2 separate regions of the Sus scrofa genome follow, and region 2 is linked to region 1. Evidence: chromatin contacts called from public promoter capture Hi-C data. All regions are on one chromosome and are shown on one strand. The core of a region is the stretch at or near the end of the contact, and the rest is flanking DNA. Distances in the headings are between cores, read along the strand shown. Region 1 holds the start of ZNF331 (zinc finger protein 331). Region 2 holds the start of PPP1R12C (protein phosphatase 1 regulatory subunit 12C).

What was found. Promoter capture Hi-C pulls out the DNA fragments that hold promoters and counts their contacts.
Region 2: a contact with region 1 is called in a promoter capture Hi-C map of liver, with 9 times the contacts expected there. The contact joins the promoter of PPP1R12C here to the promoter of ZNF331 in region 1. A contact is called at or near these places in 1 of 5 promoter capture datasets (liver) and 1 of 47 Hi-C or Micro-C datasets (liver).

Annotation. Positions count from the first base shown.
Region 1 is chr6:56,610,166-56,613,745 of Sscrofa11.1, reverse strand. It overlaps ZNF331 (zinc finger protein 331), which reads left to right and starts at 2,299. Exons shown (of 5, transcript XM_021097273.1): 1 at 2,299-2,482.
Region 2 is chr6:59,345,416-59,349,013 of Sscrofa11.1, reverse strand. It overlaps PPP1R12C (protein phosphatase 1 regulatory subunit 12C), which reads left to right and starts at 1,837. Exons shown (of 20, transcript XR_002344812.1): 1 at 1,837-2,270.

The DNA.
Region 1 (3,580 bases), core at 1,050-3,549:
AATCACCTTACATAGCTGTCAGAACAGCTATGGTCAAAAAGACCACAGATAGCAAATACTCCCAAAGAGATGAAGAAAAGAGAACCCAAGGACACTGTTGGGAATGTAAACTGGTATAGCCATTACGGAAAACAATATGAATGTTGCCCAAAAAACTAAAAATAGAACTAACATATCATCCAGCATTTCCACTCCTGGGTATTTACCTGAGAAAACAAAAACACTAATTCAAAAAGATACATGCACCCCAAGGTCCACAGCAGCATTATTTACAATAGCCAAGATTATGGAAGCAACTTATGTGTCCATCTACAGATGCTACAGATGAATGGATTAAAAAAAGACAGTGTAATATTACTTGGCCATAAAAAAGAATGAAATTTTTGTCATTGGCAATAACATAGATGGACCTGAAGTGTACTGTGCTTAGTGAAGTAGGTCAGAGAAAGACAAATTCTGCGTTTTACCACTTAACGTGTGGAATCTAAATAATAAAACAAATTAATAAATAGAAACAGACTCACAAATATAAAGAACAAATTAGTGGGTACCAATGGGAAGGGTAATGGGAGAGGGACAGAGTGAGTTAAGAGGCAAAAACTACCATGTTTAAAACAAACAAAACGCAAGGATACTCAGTACAGCACAAGGAATATAGCCAATGTTTTAAACAACTTTAAATGGAGTATGATCTATAAAAAACATTAAATCACTATGTTGTACACCTGAAATTAATATAACATGTAGATGAACTAGAATTTTAAAAAGAAAGAAAAGGTTAAAATGGGAAATACCATCCCTACACAAAAATTCATAAACATTGAGAGTACTGTGCTATGTTAAATGCCTCTGTGTTTCACTTGGTCCCATTAGAAGTTCAGCAAAACCTTTTTTTAAAACAACTTGTGGGAGGCAGGTAAACCTCCAGCATGGAAACTGAGCTCTTTCACAGCAAAGCTGTTAATAAGATGGAACGAGATCTTAACACAAAGTTTTTCACATCACAGGAACCTTAGAAAATACATGAATACTACTGACTCACAGTAGACAGACTTAAACTAAACTTTATAAACAGTATAAAGCGGCATAGTATACGAAAAGAGAACACTTACAGAAAGATTTCATGGCCCTCCTTATCAAAAACAATGCCTGCATCATTACTTAAGGAAACCAGGTATGTCACCCCAAAACATGCTTCTTTGACATAAAAATTACTTTGAGGGAGTTCCGGTTGTTGCTCAGCAGTAAAGAACCCAAATGGTCTCCATGAGGACTCCAGTTTGATCCCCTGCCTTTTTCAGTGGGTTAAGGATCCAGGGTTGCCATGAGCTGTGGTGTGGGTCGCAGATTCTACGTTTCTACGTTGCTATAGCTGTGACTTAGGCAGCTTCAGCTCCATTTCTACCCCTAGCCTAGGAACTTACATATGATATGGGTGCGGCCCTAAAAAGAAAAAAATAATTAAACCTTCTTTAAAAGCAGTAAACACACAAAAGAGCCCCTTCTCTGTCAAAAGGCAGAAAGTAAATTCTTTAAATGACGATAGACTGGGAGTTCCCATGTTGGCACAGCAGAAATGAATCCAACTAGGAACCATGAGGTTGTGGGTTCGATCCCTGGCCTCCCTCAGTGGGTTAAGGATCTGGTGTTGCCCTGAGCTGTGGTGTAGGTCAGCGGCAACAGCTCCAATTAGACCCCCCTCCATATGCCACGGGTGTGGCCCTAAAAATTAATTAATTAATTAATAATAAATGTAGACAGATGGCATCAGAGGACTCTCAAACAAACCTCATTACATGAAGATAAGAGTTATCAGGCCGTAATAGGTCTATCACTAGCCCGGAGCACTGTCAATACTTCACAATTCATCGTTTCTTTGTCTCAAAGGTATAAAAGCTTCCTGCTGTGGACATATCTTCAGGTTTTCATCCTCTTCTGAAAGCCCCCATGTACATGAAAGAACGTAATAAAATTTGTATGCTTTTCTCGCATTAAAAGAAGAAAAGGAGAAAAGAAATCCGAAGAGCTGGCAAAGCTCCCAGCATTTTGAAATTCCGCGGCTCTGAAACGCATTCCCTCCAAGTCTGGAGGTACAGCGCTCCTTTAGGGGTAGGGGAGACGCCTTCTGAAGGCCTTGTCTAGCGCCCCCGAGATGCGAACTACATTTCCCAGAAACCTCTGAGGCACAGCTCCACTCCTGCCTCTTGAGGGGTTGCATGCTGGGTAAGCGAGCCATTGAGTGTTCAGCTCCGCGGATCTCTGGGTTTCTAGACTACATGTCCCAGAAGGCTCTGGAGCACCGCCCCCAGTAGAAACTCGCCCAGTTGCATGCCGGAAGATGCGCTTTCTGCGCGAAGATTTTTTTTTTTTTTTTCTTTCTTTTTTTTTTTTTAAAGCTCTGGTTTCCTGGTGACGGTGTCTGGAGATAACCTCAACGCTCGCGCTCGCTCCGGACGCCCTGTTGGTTGTTAGGCCCCAAGCGGTGAGTTAGTAGCATCCCAGGAGGACACCAGCACGGAACGCGGCGGGCGACTGCGGTGAAAGAGAGGCGGAGAGGCCCGAAACAGAGCCTCGGCCTCTGGCTCCCGGGAGCGGCTGCGGAGGAAGTGCGAGTGTGTGTGTGTGTGTGTGTGTGTGTGTGTGTGTGTGTGTGTGTGTGCGCGCGCGCGCGGATCGGGCTCAGCCGTGTGCATAGAGCGAGACGCGCGCGTGAGCGTCGGCGAGGGAGACAGGCCGGGTACCTGTACTGGTGACGCACTTGCGCGTGAGTGTGGGCGGGGGGCGGGGGGCGCGACTCGGCGCCATCCCCGTGGCTGTGCGTCGCGTGGGCATCTGGAAGGGGGACGCGGCTAGGCTGTGACGGGCTGTGACTCGGCCACTCTGCTCTGCGTGAGTTACATGCGCGTGGGCCCTGCGTGGGTGGCGGGGCCCAGATGTGTCTCGGCGGCTGAGATGAGCCTTTGCACTTAAGTGGGATTGGCAGAGACACACACCATGTCTCTGGCGTGGGCGTCAGTTCTTGTGACAGAGTCAAGGGGTGTCTCATGGTGGTTTGTGCCATCGCTTGGCTGTGACAGGTGCAGGATTGTGTTTGGATGTGTGGCCGCGGATTGAGTGAGCACGGTTGTGTGTGACAGTGTAACCTGTAGCTCTCATGTTTCTGCTGCTCCCTCTCCCTTCACGTTCCAACCTTCTGGTCCTTGTTTGGGGACAGTGGCCCCGAATACAAGTCAAAGCCTGAACCCTGTGATGAAAATGACAAGAATGGCACAGACATAGTCGTGAGATGGCAATCTCAGAGCCATAGGTGCTCGCCATCTCAAATTCAGGTTACCTGAGTGACAGGGTGAAAAAGCCTCGGGAAGAAGATCCCCTTTTCGGATGGGAGAGGACCCTGACCAGGTAGCTGGGGGTAGAAGACAGCTACATATTTCAGAACTCCAATTATTAGAGCCTAGTCACCAGGGATCTCCGAAATTCTGAGATCTCAGTGCCCTCTTATTTCTGATTGGTTTAAGATAAGACGTGGGAACAGGTGGGGCATTGGAGGATATTTTCTGATGTAGTCTGTGCTCCAGAA
Region 2 (3,598 bases), core at 588-3,087, 2.7 Mb before region 1:
AAAGATTGCCAATAGAGCTTGTGGTGGGAACACATCCCATCGTAGGTTGTGGGGGTTAAGTGGAAATTCCATATTATGTCTCCCAAATGAATAAAGGCCGCAAACAGATAGACGCTCTACACCAAAGCTTACAGACACCATAAACACGAGCACCCAAATCAGGTTGCATTCAACTGCAGACGCGATCACAAAACACCCAAAAATCACCGTTTCGCGCAGGCACAGAAATATACATAACCACAGATGGATGATTAATCTCCCTGGGTGTGTAGGTTGAGTGGGACTCAACATCCCAAGAGCTCCCAGGACTGGATCCCCTTCGTGCCCATCCCCACGGTCTCCAGATCTCATGGGATGGATTTGCAGTTTATTTCTTTGCACAGTCCCCCCAACCCACCCCCAAGGACCTCAGAGCCTGTATGTAGGCTGCTCTGACATTCCTTGGAAGAAAAAGAATCTCGCCTGTGTCTGCATTTCAGCACTTTTCTTTGCGATTTTTAGGGGTCTTTGTTCGGGTCTCAAAGTGCGTACCTCTTTCCCAATGAGGATTCAGGTGCAAGGTACTTAAGACGGGGATAGTTTTCTTTTTTCTTTTTTCTTTTCCTTTTGCTCTTTAGGTCCCCACCTTCAGCATATGTAAGTTCCCAGGCTAGGGGTTGAATGGGAGCTGCTGGCCTACCCCACAGCCATAACAACTCAGGGTCCGAGCTGCGTCTGCGACCTGCACCACAGCTCACGGCAACGCCGGATCCTCAATCCACTGAGCAAGGCCTGGAATCGAACACGCAAGCTAAGGTTCATTTCTTGCTTTATGGTGCTACGTACTAGCCCGCCACATCAACTAGAACGCCTCATCTGGACTACAAATCCCAGCATTGCTTGCGAGGATATAGAGCCCGGCCTACACTTCCCAGCGTGCTCCACGCCTCAGGGTGATTGCAATGGCAGAGAGGGCCAGTTTAAGGCTCTGCGGGCATTTTCATTTGTGGATCCTACCTCGCAGGTTCCCTTCCCGATGTGATCCAGGGGTTACTCGGGGACTCTGGACTTATCTTGCCCTCGAATCTTATTTCTTGGGGTGTTTGGGGGCTCTGCCTAGGACTACATTTCCCAGCGCGACCAGCGGCCCATTGTCATGACCTTTGTACCGCATACATAATTTCCCAGCATGCCCTGGGCGGTCACCCAGGAAGGCTTGCAATTTTCTTGATGATCCAAGGGTTGCGGACTCAATTTCCCATAGTATCCTGGTGTTTCCCACGACCTAGAGAATCCGTTCTCTCATTCATTCATTCATTCAAAAAACTATTTCCGATCGCGTTCTACTAGGTACTGGGAACAAGGAAAGCACACAACACAAAAATCCCGGTCTTCCTGGGGCTTATTTCTTGTTGAAGGGCGCGACAAACCCAAAGTAAATAAAGTACATGACATGAAAAAGGGGAAAACGGAAAACTTCTGTACTTTTCGGGTTGTCGAGTCCATTTCCTAGTAGGTCCCCGGGGGCCAGCCCTTCGTCACCTGGATGCTGCGAACGGCATTTCCTGCATGCCCTGGGGCCGACCTCCCGCCTGTAGACTCCACTTCCCAGCACGCCAATCAGATTTCCTTTTGACACCGCGGAGCTGCGAATTTCCCAGTGTGCCTCGGGGCGGGACTATTGCAGAGATCCATTTCCGTTTATGGACTCCACTTCCCAGAGTTCCCCGCGGTCCGCCCTCAGGCGGTTGCCGGTTGCCTCTCCAGCCTGTGGACTCCATTTCCCAGCGGGCCCCGAGTCGGCGTGGTGACGTCACGTGCCGGGCGGGGACCGGTAGATCCTCTGGCGGCGCGGGGCGGGACGCAATTCCCGGCGGCCCGGAGGAGGGCGGGCGTCGGCGACGCCTCGGAGCTGGTCGCTCGCTCGCTCGCTCGCTCGCTTCTTACCTGGCGGGCGAGCGGGCGGCGCGATGTCGGGCGAGGATGGCCCAGGGGCGGGCCCGGGGGCGGCGGCGGCGGCAGCCCGTGAGCGGCGGCGGGAGCAGTTGCGGCAGTGGGGGGCGCGGGCAGGCGCCGAGCCGGGCCCCGGGGAACGGCGCGCCCGTACCGTGCGCTTCGAGCGCGCCGCCGAGTTTCTGGCGGCCTGCGCGGGTGGCGACCTGGACGAGGCGCGCTTGATGCTGCGCGCGGCCGACCCCGACCCTGACGCCGAGCTGGACCCCTCCGCCCCGCCGCCAGCCCGCGCCGTGCTCGACTCCACCAACGCCGACGGCATCAGCGCCCTGCACCAGGTCAGCGCCCCCGCCCGGGCTCCGATCCGCCCTGGGTCTGCGCTGCCTCGAGCACCCTCCCTCCCAGTCCAGAGTCACCCTTGCCAGTCGTGGTCTGCACCGTCGATGCTGCCCCGGTCCTTTATCATCCCGTGCTGAGTCCTTTTCCCATCCCACCCACCTGGAGCTCCCCTCTTCCAGTCCTGAGCCACTTGAACTGGCCTGGTTTTTGCCATCCTGCGCTGCCCTCTCTCCGGACTCGAGCCACTGCTGAGGGCCTCAGGCCAGTCCATCCTCGTCTTGTCTCTTTCGCCCTGCTCTTTCCCCACCTTGAGCGCTCTTAACCAGCCTGGCCCGTGCCACCTCTACTCTGCCATCGAATGCTGCCCCACTTTCTCGAGTCCGCCACTTCTCCCAGCTTCACCGGTACCCACTGTTTCCCCTAGTCCAGGCAGGTACCACTTTCCCTGAGCGTCCTCCTCCTCTCTTCTGGGCCTGTGCTGCTTCTTTTCCCGCTCTCTGGCCTGGGCCGTTTCTTCGGCCAGCCCCCGAGCCTTCCATGCCCTTTCCTTCAGGTTTCTGCTCTTCATCCTTGGTCTCTGCCATCTGTTGCCATGTAAGGGTGCTCTTTCCTGAGCCATCGCCCTCAAGGCGCTCTGCTCCTCAAGTGGATGCTTCCCTCGCCTGGCTCACCTCCTGCTCTCTCTCCTGCCCCCTTCACCTGCGTGCCCTCCTCATTCTCCCTCTGTGCCACCTCTGGCCTTGCACTGTAGGCTCTCTCTTGGGGATGTTTCTCTTTCTCCACACACTTCTCTTTCACTCTGTCCTCTTGCTTTGTGTGGGCCTGCAGCGTTACCCTTTTTTCTGGGCACACTCAGAGCACCCTCCTCTTTCTGGTTCTGGGCCACCTGTCTGTCCTCGGGTCATCTTGCTCTCTCTGCCTGGATGCCCTCCTGTGGCTTTGGGCAGCTTCTCCCTCCTTCAGAGTGCACCGCCAGTTCTCCTAGGCCCGGTCACTTCCCCTTCCCAGGGGACCTAGAGCCCTGCTAGGTCCTCTCTCTCCACAACCTGGGCCCCCAAACCTTTCCAAAACACCTTGCTTTCTGCCTCCATTGGTCTTGTGTTCCAGAGCCAGAGTCACTATATGTCCCAGAACCAGGATTCCCTCTGGTTCTGAGGGCTTTTATCGCATCCCCTGCCTGGCTGCAGTGGGTCTTTGGGGACAGGCCACAGAAGAGCCTCTACTCCTCCCTCTGTCCCCGAGGCTGTCTCCCTCCCAGTCTTCCCAGCTCAGGCCAGTCCCCAGGCCTCTCTTCCCTGCCAGAGCCCGTCAGGTTCGGTTACTTTGG